Linked DNA regions of Mus musculus: region 2 is linked to region 1. The links are chromatin contacts, called in public Hi-C maps. All regions are on one chromosome and are shown on one strand. The core of a region is the stretch at or near the end of the contact, and the rest is flanking DNA. Distances in the headings are between cores, read along the strand shown. Region 1 has its middle 4.9 kb from the start of Gm33410. Region 2 overlaps Bnc2 (basonuclin 2).

What was found. A called contact is a pair of places that touch in the nucleus more often than the background predicts.
Region 2: a contact with region 1 is called in a Hi-C map of liver, with 5 times the contacts expected there. The contact joins two enhancer-like sites. A contact is called at or near these places in 7 of 484 Hi-C or Micro-C datasets (cerebral cortex, forebrain, liver and 2 more), 1 of 115 datasets of contacts at active chromatin or transcription factors (astrocytes) and 1 of 9 other capture datasets (embryonic stem cells).

The regions. Positions count from the first base shown.
Region 1 is chr4:84,063,777-84,071,447 of GRCm38.p6, reverse strand. No RefSeq gene overlaps it. Among named protein-coding and RNA genes, the nearest start is that of Gm33410, 4.9 kb to the left of the region's middle. Within about 2 kb of position 3,072, at least 10 of the 459 cell types and tissues checked have an H3K27ac peak or open chromatin away from gene starts, as enhancers often do. A contact at or near this core is called in liver, where this site is marked.
Region 2 is chr4:84,426,761-84,434,431 of GRCm38.p6, reverse strand. All of the region lies in intron 3 of Bnc2 (basonuclin 2), which reads left to right. Among named protein-coding and RNA genes, the nearest start is that of Gm33597, 210 kb to the right of the region's middle. Within about 2 kb of position 2,576, at least 5 of the 459 cell types and tissues checked have an H3K27ac peak or open chromatin away from gene starts, as enhancers often do. A contact at or near this core is called in liver, where this site is marked.

The DNA of each region.
Region 1 (7,671 bases), core at 1,823-4,322:
GGGCCTTGACATAGATGTTTCTAGCCAAGGAAACAACAGCCACCACAGGGGCATATAAAACAAGAAGGTACTATTTACTGCACAGCATCTTTGCGGTCCTCAGTGCTCCCTGCAGCCATATTCCCCACTCTCTTCAGACCCTTGTTGGATTTTACCAGCAAGCAATTGCCAGGGTCAGCTCACCACTCCCTGCCTAGGGAGGCAGCAGCCACAGCAGCCAGTGTGTTCTCCGACAGACCTGGCATGTCCGAGCTGGCTGGAAATGACTGGAGTTTTATTATACAATTAGATCAAGTCTCTTAGGTGTAGTAGCCCTCCTTGTACTTAGAAGAATAGATTAGCCATTAGGACTTTGTATATTTTTCCCAGTAATTGACACCACATCCCATTTTCCTCGCCAAGGGGAAAAGAACCGCATAAAACAATCATGATTTGGGGGCCAGAAAGCAGGGGGGCTGGGGCGTTCACCTTGCAGCCATCTTTCTGGGTCCATCTGATCTACTTCTTTCACCCAGCTTTGAATCTCTCCAGAAGGCAGGCAGAACAAGCTTTGTTTTGTTTGTTGTTGTTTTTCCATTCCACGGCCCCTCAGGCTCAGACTCCCTAAGCACTTTGCTAAGAATAACCCAGGCATCATTTGCCACCAACAGACAGCAGCCAATTCTGGGCCAGAGCCTGGACATTCATAAAGACCCAGTGCAAACAGCTCCATTTTCCCCTCCCCATCCATTCCAACCTCCTCATCCCTCTCTTTCTTCCTTCCTCCCCTCCCTCCCTGCTTTCTTCCCTCCATATGTTTAGCTCCCAGGCTGTTCCAAGACAGGTCCATTAGTCACCGTTTCTGGAAGTATCACCTTTGCTGGTCAGGGAAAGGGGTGTGTTCGTATTGGAGACCCTTTGGTTTCCTGAGCTAAGAAACGGGGGAAAAATTGGACCCAAACCTCTGGTTTATTTGTGTCCACTTCTTTCCTCGTCTGCTGCAAGTTTAGATTTGCTGAGAACAGGAAGAAACCCATCACAGTGAGCAGTTCCAATAGGAAAGAGGGGAGTCACCTAGGTAGGCTTTGCCTGTACTTGGCATGGCCTGTGTTTACAAGGGGCCTCCATCTTGTGTTTCAGCCAAAAGCAGACACCTCAGGCCAGGCAGGCTGCATTCACACAAGCAAAGTAAACAGATGTTGTCAGATGTCTGGTCAAACGTTTGTTTCCTTTGGTCATGTCCTCACAGTCTAAGCTCAGATTTGAGCCGCAAGGCTGGGTGGCTATAGCAGACTGTTTTAATGTTCTGCCCATTGCTGCAAAATAACTGGGAGCTAAAGACCCTTCCCAACTGCAGCTGTCTCTGCGCCAAGGATTCATGGCCCTCGGCACTTCCCTAACCAGACCAGGGTGTGCAGGTTCCCAGTGCCGACACAGGCCAGAGCCATTCGCAGAGTAAGGTATGTGGCTGCTGCTACCACCCGTCTCTTTCTTCCTGGATGGACCATCAGACAACACAGGCAGCAGCGGCAGAATCAGTGGAGGTGAAACGCAGCACATTTTTCAGCTCGGGTCGATGGGTCCAAAGGGACGCCTTGCTGACACGTCCAGGCCGACTCCGTGGAGAGAAGCTGAAATGCCTATTTTCCAATGAGATCAATAAACCCACTCAGGCACTTTCCGCTCAGCACAGCTTTCCTGGGGTACCCTCTGGCCTTGTCTGTCTGTGTGGGTAGTCATAACAGGAGGTGACTTCATGTGTCTCCCAGGCCTCACGTGCACCCAGACTTTGTGCTCCTAGAGACAAAGGCAACACTTTTTATTGAGTCCCCAAAGCCCAAGGAGAAGCACGAGATAGCAAATGACTTTTCTTTGGCTGGTGATGACTTGTGAAAAGTCTGTTGTTCCCAGCAAGGCTTAAACTAAAAAGTCTACTGTTCGGAGTGAAGTGTGGGCCTCTCTCCACACGGCTCTCCCCCTCCCTCCCAGTACTCTGCCAGAACCAAACAGCCCCTACCTAGCCCTACCCTTTGACACTGAGAGCACAGAATAAAACTGGTTCCACTCAACCCCTGGGTTTGAAAACATGCAGGTGTAATTAATTTCCCACTTGATGTGCATATTTTTTTACTTAAAAAAATAATTTTTAATTCATTATTTTTAAAAACTTCCTATCACTGCATTCCCTCCTGCTGCCTGTCCATTATTAGCCAGAGGCCAGGTTCAGCCGGGCTTTCCCACGGGGCACCAGGCAAGTACCTGAGGGCCTTACCGCGTGGTGGCGTTCCCTCCCTCCTTCTCCCTATTGCCAGAGGAAACCCAGCTGGGCCCCTCGGTCTGCACAAGCCCCTAATTTAAGTTTAATAGCACGGCAATTTTACTGCTTTTGGCCAGGGTGTTTTGAGAAAGGTTAAAATATGTGAAAAATACACACTAAGAAAAATCTGTTTAGAAAACAATTCCAGTCTAAGTGCCGAATGCTCTCAGCTTCTGCCTCCTTCCAGGAAAGCAGCTAAGAGCAACCACACAATTTAGCTCCATTTTGGGGGTGGGGGGTTTCCATTTCCTTCCTATGGGATTTTTTTTATTAGCTTTTTTTTTTTCCAAAAAACCAAAAAACAAAAAAACCTGTTTTTCTTTCCTGATGCTGGTTTACTGCCTTGTATCTATCTACCCCCAAGGAGTTTAAAAAACCTCAAGTAAGTATTATTAGATTTTTTTTTTCTTCGTGTATTTTCTGATTCTTCTGGTGTGAGAGTGTGTGGTCAAAGTCCGTGTGTCTGCGTGTTGGTGGGGTGGAGGGAAGTGTGTCAGGGCCATGATGTCCACAAAGGCTACGGAGGAGCTGCTAAGCCTTCCAAATGTGTGCGGAGAAGTGAATTGCCTGTTGTTGTTGTTGTTGTTGTTGTTGTTGTTGTGACAACCTTACTGGTGGACGGTTCCTCTGCTTCCCAAGCTTTGTGGAATATCTGTTGAAGGGGTAAGAGAACCATGGGATTGAATGGACCATCAGACACCACCGTTGACCTCTGTGAGCAACGTGATCGATGCTCTCCACTGTGCGTTCAGTTAGGTCTTGCAAGCAAGCGCACTGCGAAGAGGAGGAGACCATGGATCAAAGAGTACATGGCCTCTGACACACTCAGACTCACAGGAGTCTAACTCAGTACTGCTTCTCCACGGGAAACTATCTCAACTTTGAGAAGGTACACACAATCTCCCTAGAAAGACAAGCACATTAATGGAGTACCACGGGCAAATGCTTTGAGCTGTTGGAAAGAGTTAATAGTTAATGGACATTGACTCAGCGTTAGAGTAGCCGTTCTTCCTCTGGGGGAGGAGCAGGAGAACACTGGGCTTGCTCAAGAAGAACAAAGTGATTTCACAAGTTGCCATTCCCCTGCCCTCCTCTAACTCTGCACAGCTTGCCACAGCAGGCATCACTAATACATGGACCAGAGTCCTCAGCTCCCGATTCTAGATACCTCTTAACAGCACTCTTGCGGTCTTGGTCTTCCGTGCAGCACAGCAGACCATAGTTTGTGCTCTGCATGCTTGGTGATGTTTAGCACATCTGTCATCTCCCCCACCTCGATCTATTTTATGTAATTGACTTATACCAACTTTTTTTCGTTTGCATTAAGATCGGGCCCTTTTGTGAGAGCAGTGTCCATAAAGTAGTAGGTTTAATTTAGCGACTGTATGATTCTGAACACTGGTTCTAGGGAAGCACACGTAATGATGTAATGTGTGGTGGTCTAGGAACCCCTCAAGGTAATGTTGGCAGGTTTTCTAAACTTGCTGTGTGGTGGGCATGGCAGCAGAACATAGCTTTGGAGATTGAAGGGTCTTGGCTGGACCCCTGGAAGACTCTGCACCGGCTTTCCGTCCTCGGGTAACTGATGTGTAATCTCTTTGAATTCCATAAAATGGAAGTATCAGGACTTTCTTTGCAGTACCATTTTTTAATTATTATGATTAATTCTTTGAAATGTTGCAGAATACACTTTGGTTATATGTATTCCTTTTTCTCCCCTATCTTCCCACCTCACTTTGTGTCTTGAAAAAACAAAAAACAAAAACAAACAAAAAATCCTGAAACCAATTTGTGTTGCCCAAATACTCTTAAGTGTGGGCCATCTGATGGAATGTGGTTGATTTACCAAGGACCCCCGTACTTAAATACCTTCTTCTTGCCAGTGGGCTAGGGGAGGGACCTCATGACCACCTCCCACCTCCATACTGGTTATGGCTTAATTATGACTTAGTTCTGCACAGGTCTCGTGCATGATGTCACAACATAGTTGTAACCTACCACCTCTGGCTCTTAGAATCTTTCCATCCCCTTTCTTCAATGGGCCCTGAGCCTTGGGAGGAAAGGGTGTGATGTGGATATCTCATTTAGGGCTACACACTTCCCAGTCTCCTATTCTCTATGTTGACCAGTTGTGTACCTCCTTTAGCCACCATCCACTGGGGGGGGGGGGGGGATGCAGACTCACAGGATTCTAACTCAGTATTGCTTCTCCACTGGAGACAATCTCAACTTTGAGAAAGTACACATAATTTCCCTAGAAAGACAAGCATATTAATGGAATATCGTGAGCAATCTTGAAGGTCAAAGTTAATGTACTGTAATAATACAGACACAGCACCTAGCAGCTTTTGGGCATAGTAGATGCTTAATAAATGGCCACTAGTGGAGATCTCTGCATGTTGATAAGATTGGGGCTGGTATCATCACTTGTAAGCCTGTCTGAAAGTCCCTTCCCTTCCCCTTGCACCCCAGCTGGACCCTGTCTGTCCTGATGCCTGTAAACATTGCTGAGAAACTGCAAATGATGTTCTTTGAGGGTAGATTTTTCTACCCCCCACTAGCCAGAGAGAGCCTTCCAGAATTTCTCCTCCACTGTTTCTCAGAGGGATATAGTGTTATTGTCAGGGAATTGTGTTCAGTAACAGGATTCCTTCATAATTAGGGAACATGTTCATTTTGGTGATACTATTTCCCCAGGGACTCTGGGTATCTTAATTGCATGAATGGGTTTTCTTTCCTGTTTTGTGTCTGCTATTATTTCTCATGTTTTTCTTCTTATAGGGGATGGGATAAATGAAGCACACCTATGAGCAAGGTCTCTGATTTAAGGACCAGAGCATAAAACACACAGCACTTCACCATCCCCGGTGACCAGCAGATTGCCCGGGAGGCTCCATCTCGGTTTCTCCCTAGACAGACTAACACACTTATTCCATCAGTTGATTTTGTTGATTCTAAGCCACACAAGGCACTAGAAAAGCTGTATTTTGTGGTCATCCCAGTTTGCCTATGAAAAGCAGATGACACAGTTGTATGGCACTGACTTCTCTCACGAGGGTTAGTTTGAAAGCCGTCTGTGTTTATTTACTTTAAGGGAGAAAGTGGTGAAGGAAACAGCAAGCTGGGTGTGTTGTGAAGGCTTCAGGCTCTGTGCAGCTCCTTCCTGTGACTTCCTCGGGACAGAGAAGGGAAGACACTGGCCCGCCATCGTAGGTGGCTTGCTCCCTACACTGAATGGACTCTCCCTTACTTCTTTCTCCCAAGCTTCCCCCCCCCCCCCAATCCACTCTTTGGGTCCAGACCAGTTGTCCTCAGGATGGGAGAAAAATATTGGGGCCTCGCTGACAGCCCTGGGGACAGATCTGGGTCCTAAGCAGATGGTTTCTGCCAGGGGAGGGGAGGGAAATTCCTGATACAAAAACAAGATAACTGAGAGAGAAAGAGAGAGAGAGGCAAGAGCCAAAATCATGCCCGGAATGTAGGGAATTCACAGGGATGAGAAAGAAGATGCAAACAATGTACAGAGTGTGAGGGGGCCGGCTCCCATCTCCACCTCTGCTTTATTCTCTCCGAACAAGCAACCTGTCTCTTCCAAATGGACAGTGGCAAGCCCTCAGGCACTCCTGGCCACCTTATTTCTGACTGGCCGTGAACTTACGGGATCATGCTGCCTGTGTGTGAGAACATGTGTACGCGGTGCAATTAAAAAGGAAGTCAGAAGACGGAACAAATCAATGGCTACCGATTCATAATAAGTTCCTTTCTATATATTTATTTATTTTCCTTTTAGCCACTAAAGGAGCAACAGCAAACTTGCAGCGAGCAGTTGTTGCCAGAGGGTGAATCATGGCTATATTGATTTGATTATGTAAAAGCTCAGAGGAACCTCAAGCCAGATACAGAAATATCTCATAGCCCTGAACCCTACGGGACACACACTAGTAAAAAAGCAATCTTTATATTGTTCCTGATAAAAGCATCATTAGTTTCCTCATAGTGAAACCATTTCTCTGCTGATACAGTATATGGTTTTCTTTTCCTCTAGAATCCACTCAGACATAATTAACACTCAGTTACTAGACTTGAGGCTCCCAGGAGTGCCCTGCTAAAGTTAGGGAGGGGTTAAGAGTTAGAGATGGTCAGGAAGAAAGACTGAGACAGGGTGGTAACAGAGGGAGAAAGGAAGGGGCTGAGAGGAGATGAGGGAGGAGAAAGAGGGAGGTCGAGGCAGGTGGGGGGAAAGTATGGAATTTCCCCTTTTCTGTGGTTTTGAGCATCCCCCTGCCTGGCTTGCACAGCTGTAAGCGCCGGCGCGGTGGCGCCCTCTGCTGGGCGAGTTTATCCTCCCAGCTTTGGAGCCCCACAGCCGGGAAAGCCCCATTCTGCACAACACTCTTCCATACTTAGGTGCTTTGCTTCCTTAAGAATAACACTTCAGACATCACCTTCCAGGGAGGCGTCTTGAATGGTGCCTCTGCAGACAGACAAAAGCTGACGACACATGCGCTGTCTGCTACAGCTGCAGGAGCAGCAGCAAAGCTCCATTGCCTTTAAAGATGGGGGTAAAACGCCTGACTGAAGCATTCCTGGAAATAACAGGGTGGAGTTTGCTGGGTCCAGACATTTTAAGGGTTGAGGAAATGGAAGTTGGGAGCAACAAAGACTCCTGCTTTTAGGGCTTCAGGTCCTGCCTAAGGGACGTCTTGGCCACCTGTGGCCTAGAGAACCCACATAGCAGAGAACTCTGATCTCAGCCTGGGCTTCAGTTTTGTCAAGAGAATAGAAACGCCCAGCGTGCTGACCAGCCTGTGCACTGCTAAACAAATAATGACCCTCTCTGAAAAGGAAAATTGTTGATTTAAAAGTCTTAGATTGGAGGGTTTGAATGTACACAGCAGGAAGAAACCAGGTCCCACTGGAAGTTTACGCTAGCATCCTCTGTTTATGTTAGAAAGCCTATGGCAATACACACATATACACAGTGGCCACGAAAGCATAAATAAACAAAGGAACACTTTTCACACATAGGGACACAACCAGAACCACATGGTTACAAACTTTCAAACTCCAGCATGTCTTAACACAATCTCAGAGCGGTGGCAGCTTGCTCCTTAGCCCTGTCCTCAAGTCTTTTCCTCTGTTTAAACAAAGCTGGTGCATGAGGGTGGGAGTGGGGGAGCATGAAGTGGAAAATCCCCAGATTATCTAGGACCCCACTGTTCAACACTGGGGGCTCAGCCCGATGCCGCTTCCCAGACAGCAGAGTCCCCGTGCTCTCGGAGACACCTGTCTGTTGAAGACTTTACCCAGATCACAGGGGATTAAAGAGAGGAAAAAAAAAACTTCTCAGAGAACTTAAGATGCACACCACAGAA
Region 2 (7,671 bases), core at 1,327-3,826, 360 kb before region 1:
GAAAGTGGGCTCTCCCCTCACTCTGCTCCCCCCATATAACTGAGATTATGATAAAGTGATGCCCACCTAATGATTTGAATTATCTTTTTATAGTATTTATTACACTGAGTATTATATGTCAAAGTAAGACAACTTGTCCTGCATTAGTAAACTCTAATTCTGTAGGCAATAGACAATATATGGAAAAATACATATATTAGGCTCAATCTTGGGATAGACATTTCTTCTTTTCATTCTCTTTACTACCTATAGCTGTTGTGTTCTGTTCACAAAACATCTGTTACTGTGTTTTACAGAAGCAGTTAGAGCATTGTACTATTTTGAGATAATGACTTGTTCTCTTAGGAGACTGTCAGGGTGGTTAGGTAGTTAATAATGAAAGAGATGTCTACTTTCAGGAAGTTCATGCCTGGTTCTTCCTAAGGAGGAGAGCCATTGTGTGGTACAGTAGCCCTGTTAGTTTACTAAAACAAGCACATCAGGACAGACTGACACTCAGAAGTGTTCTTGGCTTTTACTTGACAAGGTTTTTTGTTTGTTGAGATATAATTCGAGCACATTTTCAAATTCTTATAGCTATTACCACTGCAAGATCTTTTAAATTAAAAATTACTTATATTTATAAAAATATATGAAATTTTCTTTAAATTCAAGGTATTTTTTTAAACTTAAAAAATTATTTTAAACAAAACTCAAAATATAGACCTCAGTAAATGTTAATTAGGATTTGCTTTCTTTTCATAATACTTAATTTTTATTTATTTATTTTCTGTGTATGATGTGTGTGCTCAGACGCTCATGCAAATACTTAATTTTTATTTATTTATTTTCTGTGTATGATGTGTGTGCTCAGACGCTCACGCACACGCACATGTGCATGTGTGTGCACACATACCAGTGCATTCATTCAGAGGCCACAGGAGGATATTGGGTAACTTCCTCTAATGTTCTCTACCTTATTCCTTGGAGACAGGGTCTCTAGCTCAAATGGATATTGGTTGAGTTTTGGCCCCAGTGATCCTTTTCCGCAGCCTACCACCCCATGCAAGGGTGACCCGTGTGTGTGTCCGTCCGTATTATACGCAGCTTTTATCATGAGTTCTAGGGAATGCTTATTCATAGCACTGTACAGTGTATGGTGTTACTCCCCGAGCCTCTGCGCAAGCCCTCATAATACTTTCAAATAGTAAATGTATGTGTGAGTTTGACAGATACTTTTCTAGGCATGCTAGTAATCAGGACCATGACAGAGACTGTTCTATTAAGTCTCTCATTTTAGTGTATTATTGATAAATTTGAAAGTAGATCTAAATAAAGACATAAAAGCTAATAACTCCCACCTAAGGTTATGAGGAGAAATATTAATGGTTCTGGGATGTTAATTATGAAGCCCACATACACAATATTACTGAAAAATCTCTTGGTATTGCATATTTGGCCATCTGTCCTGCCTTCTGCACCCTCCCAGTTCTGTCCTTGATAGTGCTGACTAGGAGGGATGCTCTGATTACTCTTGTCAAAAGGCCCTTTGACATGACAGCTGATGTCTGTGCCCATGCGCGAGTGGTCCTTCAAAAATCATACTCTTCAGTGACATAAATGTGAGACTTTTGTATCAAGTGACAAACTTGACTGTTGAGTGATAAACAGAATTGCTGTGGGAACATTTAATAAACCTTTTAAAATTCACTTTGCAAAGTACACTTTCAACCTGTGTCACTTCTTCTCCTATAACGTATGTATTCTGTCTGATGCTGGGTGGAAGTCACTCTTGTTCTTAGCAGTGTATCCCATGCACTTGGACTGAAGCCCTGCTGGAAACCTCTGGCCTACGTGTGGTACCTGATTTCACCTCTTTCCGGATGGAGGAACAGAAGGGTTTTACTTTCTATTAACATTGACCTAATCTAGAAGGAATTTGGTGCAAGCATGCAAGGGGGCAGCAGTACCTTCATACCACAGAAGCCTACTTAGAGCTGCATTGTAGAATGAAATTTCTGGAAGTTAGCCACTTACAGAGATCTCCTCAGGTGACCCATCAAATACTCTCTTTTCACACAGTGAGATGACTCCCTCCATTCCTGCAGTATTTACTGTACTATTTTCAGGATCACATTATGTACACAATATTGTGAAAGAGTACCACAGAAAACAGAGCAGATGAAATGGTCTGCAACATCAAATGATAAGACATCCCTCTTCCTGGGAGCAGTTATACAGGAATGTAAAAATGTCCCCGTCTGTCTAAGCTATCAGTTTCCAATGTCGTCCCTGGAGGAAGTGGCTGAGAAGACATTTCCACCTAATGGGCTGTTAGGTTGCCTCTGTACTGTATAGTAAGTTGGTGGTTGCAGCCCACTTCCTCTAAGACAAAGGTCCATGGCTCTAAAATCCCATCACAGCTGACACTAATTGGCATTGCTGTCGGCCGTAGCTGTGGAAGCAGGCCTGTGTGGGCAGAGTGGGGCACTCTGAAGGGGGGTGTGGCACCAAGAGGATGGCTTCTCTGACTTTGCTGGTGACTACGCTGATTTCCTTTCTCCAACCTTTGTTCATGCAAATTGCATCACCTTCAGCATTGTTTGCTGACTTGGGAAGTCGGCTGAGAAACCCTCTTTCAGATCACTGTGTCATTGGAAACCCTACCTTGCACAATGTAGACTCTTGGACTGTTAACCTATGAATATTTCCCTTATACAAATGCAATTATCAATAGTAAATAAACATAGGATTTAACTCAAAAATTTCCCATCTGAAAAACTAGCCTACTTTTTTCTTTCTTGTTTTTCCCCCTTAAGCCAGAAACCAGAAGAGGGCATGTTAGTCTTTTAAAAATGAGTTTGGGATCCATTGGACCCTGTGCAGTTGTAATTCCTGTAAATAGGCAGAGAACCTGCTTTGCATTCATAGGCTTAGGAGCAAGGTTTTAGTTGCTACTAGAGTTTAGAATGAGTAGAAAAGCAAATTGGCTTTTTCCTTAAAGTTTAAACATGTCAGATTGTGATTGCTGCATGCAGTTCCCATTCTGATTATACAGACAAGAGGGAAGGGACAGATTGCTGGACAGTTAATTCTCTTGGCTGCACTGGGCGCTTTTCCTGTACATTATCTTTTAGCATTTACGGAATCTGCTTGTTGCCATTGGCAGTTGTAAGCAAATCCGAACTTTCTTAAATGCATATTGAAAAACTGGCGAGTAGTGGCAGCCAGGAGGAAGGGAATCCCTGGGGGAATTGATTCGTATATTAATCATTTATGCCCTTTCCCTGCATCCATTTAAAAATGAAAATGGATAGCCATTTAGGTACATAGTTCCTGCTCTCCCTGGCTTCCTCTCTCCTCTTCATCCGTTGCAGTCTCAGGAGTGTGGAGTGGGTTCCTGATTCAGTTGACTTGGAAACCAACTCCCTGGGAGATGCTCCACTCTTTCCCTGGGAAATTCTTAGGAAACCTTCCTCAGGAAATGGCTCGTTTCCCCACAGTGTCCAAAGAAGCACTCATTTGGTTCTTCCTCTCACTCCGCAAGTCCTTTAAGTAAAGCATTTAGAATTTATATTTTGTTCAGTTTTGTGGTATGTTCCTATGTCTCTTATGGGTAGGTACCACGATAGTATAAACCATTTATAGGGCCAGGGCCAGGGCCAGGGCCAGGGCCAGGGCCTATGAGGCAAGTGAAAGGCCTGGGGTATAAAATCTGATGGAAGAGGCTTCTTCTTGTCATAGTACATATTTTGGAGAAGTTATGATTTATTGTTTGTGATCCTTGACCTCTATGTACCTAAAAAGCCTGGGGAGTGATTATGACATATGCATATTGTCTTTGTATCTAGTAAGTGTCTGACTTTGTTTTAAAATGTGGAAACATTAGGCTTACTGTAAAAGAAGAGATTGTGATACAAAACATTGTTTTCTCAAAAGCAACTGTGCAAATCTCACAGTTAATTCATAAGACACCTTCGCCCTGGCTAAAATGTTTAAATAATAATAAAAAATGTATCATCACTATTTTCTGTGACCCCAGATTAATGAAAGACACAGTTTTACATCAAAGGAATTATTATTAGCACACATTTTACATTCCTTATGCCTCCTGTCTGTGTTTTGCTTCCTTAGACAAAAAAAGCTAAGGGCCCAACACTTGTATCTAGAGTTTTAAAGTATAAACTTGTTATAATTAACTGATGCTCTAATTTTATTAGCTGATAACAGTACCATATTATACTGATTGCTTCTAGCACTGAGAGATTCTTCACCCTCGTTATCAACTTTTAAAATATCAGACAAATTGATTATAGGGGAAAAATTTTTTTGACACACAAAATCAAAACTTCTTTTCATAGAAATCAATACCGAAACTAATATTTTGGCAGCTAAAATATGAAGAGAAGAACATTGTGCACCCTAACTCTAACATTTGTTCATTATTAATGGAGGAATAAAAATCAGAATTTGTCAACAGTTCAGTTATGTAATAGAAAATTACAATGAACAAGACCCCATTAAAAGTAATGTGTTTCTGTTTGCCTACTTTCTGAAGTATACCATCTGGTGGCTGTGCATTAGGGCTAAGCAATTTGAACACAGGTAAAGTATTTTAGAATTGGAGTACTAGCCTCACATTTACTAATAAACAGATTATTAAAGCATGCTTGCTACAAGCTCTGTGGACATATGGATAGGGTTTCAGAGAAAACACACTTAATTGTACATTACTGACATGTTTATGGGTGACTCAGGGAGAACTGACTAATTGTATGAATAGGGTAGGAAGTGGCCGTCTTAGAAACCAGGAGTACTTTGTGGAAATCAAAATGATGTCTCCTGAATAGTAATGTTTATGACATCTATCTAGAAACATTCTGAGGTCATTTAAAATAGACAGCGAAGCCCAGGCACGTATTTTTTAAAATGCATCACAGTTCTTGCATGTGAGTGAAAGAGAAGTTCACCAACGCTTTGTTGGCTATACTTACTATTTTTTAATCACTCCTAGCCCCCTAGAGGTGATTGGTTTATGTTGGCTCCACCCATATAGTATTGTACATACATCAGTACGCATACTGAGGAATCAGAAACCCACTTAGGAAGTTCTCAGTTCTCCAATGAAAGGGTTCATATGGGTGAAAGCACAGAGCATGTTGTGGTGTTTTGTGTTTTAACTGCCATTCAGTCTCCATGGGTCTGGGACAGTTGACCCATTCATCCTGCTTCACTGCAGGGAACAGCTTGGGAGGACTTTATCTTGTATGCAAAGGATTCAAATAGACTCTTTCAGACTATTGTCTCATTTTACTAAATGAGAGATTGAGAAAGCTTAGAAGAGGTGTTAGAGGGTGTGTTTTGCCATGCCAGGTCTCTGTGGCTTGAAGCCAGGGAAGAGTATGAAATACTACTTTTTCTTGTTACTCCACGTGTCCTGCAACATGAACACCAATATATTGCTCTGAAGAAACAGTGCACTAAGAAGAACAAGGAGGAGGCTGCAGAATACGCTAAACTTTTGACCAAGAGAATGAAGGAAGCCAAAGAAAAGCACCAGGAACAGATTGCCAAGAGACGTAGGCTCTCCTCGCTGAGAGCTTCTACTTCTAAGTCTGAGTCCAGTCAAAAATGAGTCTTTAAGAGCAACAAATAATGACCTTGAATCTCAAAAAGAAAAAAAAAGACAGTTAATAAATTGATAGTGCCAGTCATGAGTAAACATTTCACATTATGTGAGCATGGTTGACACTAAACTTCTATCAGATCACTTGTCTTTTATGATTACTTTGTGGATGGACAGACAGTTTATTGGTTTATTTTCTTAGAGCTTCTAACAACTTTTCAGATAGTAGACTAGATGGAAAAATAATATATATGCAAGATAAGCTACATTCTCTTGAGTCTCTTGAATGATGCTGCTGTTTATGCTGTTAATGTTTAGTGATTGTACAGTATGATTTTTAAGTCACAGGAAACACATTGGTTTTTATATATTTTGTATATAGTTGTACTTTTATTGTTAACTTACTCATTTTTTTGAGCCAGAATTTATAGTCAAGGAAATAGGGTCAACTGCAAAATATCCATTTTATAGAAATAGTAATTGAAAACTGTATATGGATAGATGAGTACTGTGTCTCCTAACTTTAACATTTATTTGTTAATGGAGGCATTTAAAAACAAACGGAATTTGTCAGCACATCAATTCTCCAAAAGAAAATTGTGATGGAAAGTCCCTCCTTACAGTTGTGCCATTTCTACTTGACTATTTGCTGAAGCAGACCATCTGGCAGCTGTGCATCAGGGCTAAGGAAACAACACTGGAAGCGTGTGTGCGTGCATGCATGTTTGCCTTCTATCAGAGTTGGGGAATATTCTATTTCATTTCCAGATAGAAGCAGTTGGTGTTTCCTGAGGACTTTACTGTACATCCATTGGTTTTGGTGGAACCAGCCTCTGGTTCTTGAGCTTGGATAAGTCTCTTTCTTGTGTTTGATTTTAAGCAGAAAGAAAATACTTTTCAGCACTAGAGAGCTGGGAAGGTTGTAGGAGAAGCTCTTTTTCTCTGCAGTGCCAAGGAGACCTAAGGCTAGAACTGGTTACTGAATTGCCTAAAGTAAATAGACCGACTGCCTTAGGGCAGTGGTTCTCAACCTTCCTAATGCAGTGATCTTTAAAACACTTCCTCATGTTGTGGCGACCCCTGACCCTAAAATTATTTTTGTGCTACTTCATAACTGTAAGGGTGTTACTCCTACAAATTGTAATGTAGATATCTGATATGCAGGATATCTGATATGGGACTTCCAAAGGGGTTGTGAGCCACAGGTTAAGAACCACTGCCGTTGAGACAAGGTGCTTTGGATGTCTCGAACTACCTCATTGCTGCAGTGGTGTGTTCATTCTGCCTCAGCCGGGCATAGGAGCTTTCTCTCTTGCTAGTCTCATATGAATTTGAAGGCCAGGTAGAGATCCCCGAACTGTGCTTGCATATTATGATCGGAAATGAATGCTGGGTTTTTCTTCTAAATGTTATGTTATGATTTCTATTTTTAAACCCTTAGGTCTGGAATTTGTAGATAATACCCAGTTACTGGGTTTAGAAACTCCCGTTTGAGATTTCCAGAATTTTACAAAAGTATACACACTTCAAAGTCTTAATCTTACATACTTTCCTTCAACATGATAACATATAGAAATGTAAGTTCAAAATAGATTATAAATTGATACACTTGGCAGTCTTGCAGATTCAAATTTTGAGAAGGTCTTATAAAACCAAAACTGTAGTGTCTAGTAAGTGATGTAATAGCAGATTTGACTTCCTTTAATTATCTAAACTACCATTATTAATATCCAAATCTGTAGGGCTTGTTCAGATAGACACACAGAGTCTGTTCGCTCATAGGCAAATATGCCTTCAATGAGGCGGATTGGTGGTTTGCAGTGTTTAGTTATTTAATGACACCTTAAAACTGAAGTTTAAATCTCCAAAGCTGGAGACGACAAACGTGGAAATACAGGCATGAAAGGAAAGACTACCACCTCTTTGTGAACAGCAGGACTGGCTTTGTACAAACAGGACCAGATTGATTCTGTTAACCAAGATTATAGGGGCAGATGACAAAGTGCATGCAAATAATGCATGTGTTGTCTGGTGTGTACAGGACACATCTAGACATATGTCTGCTC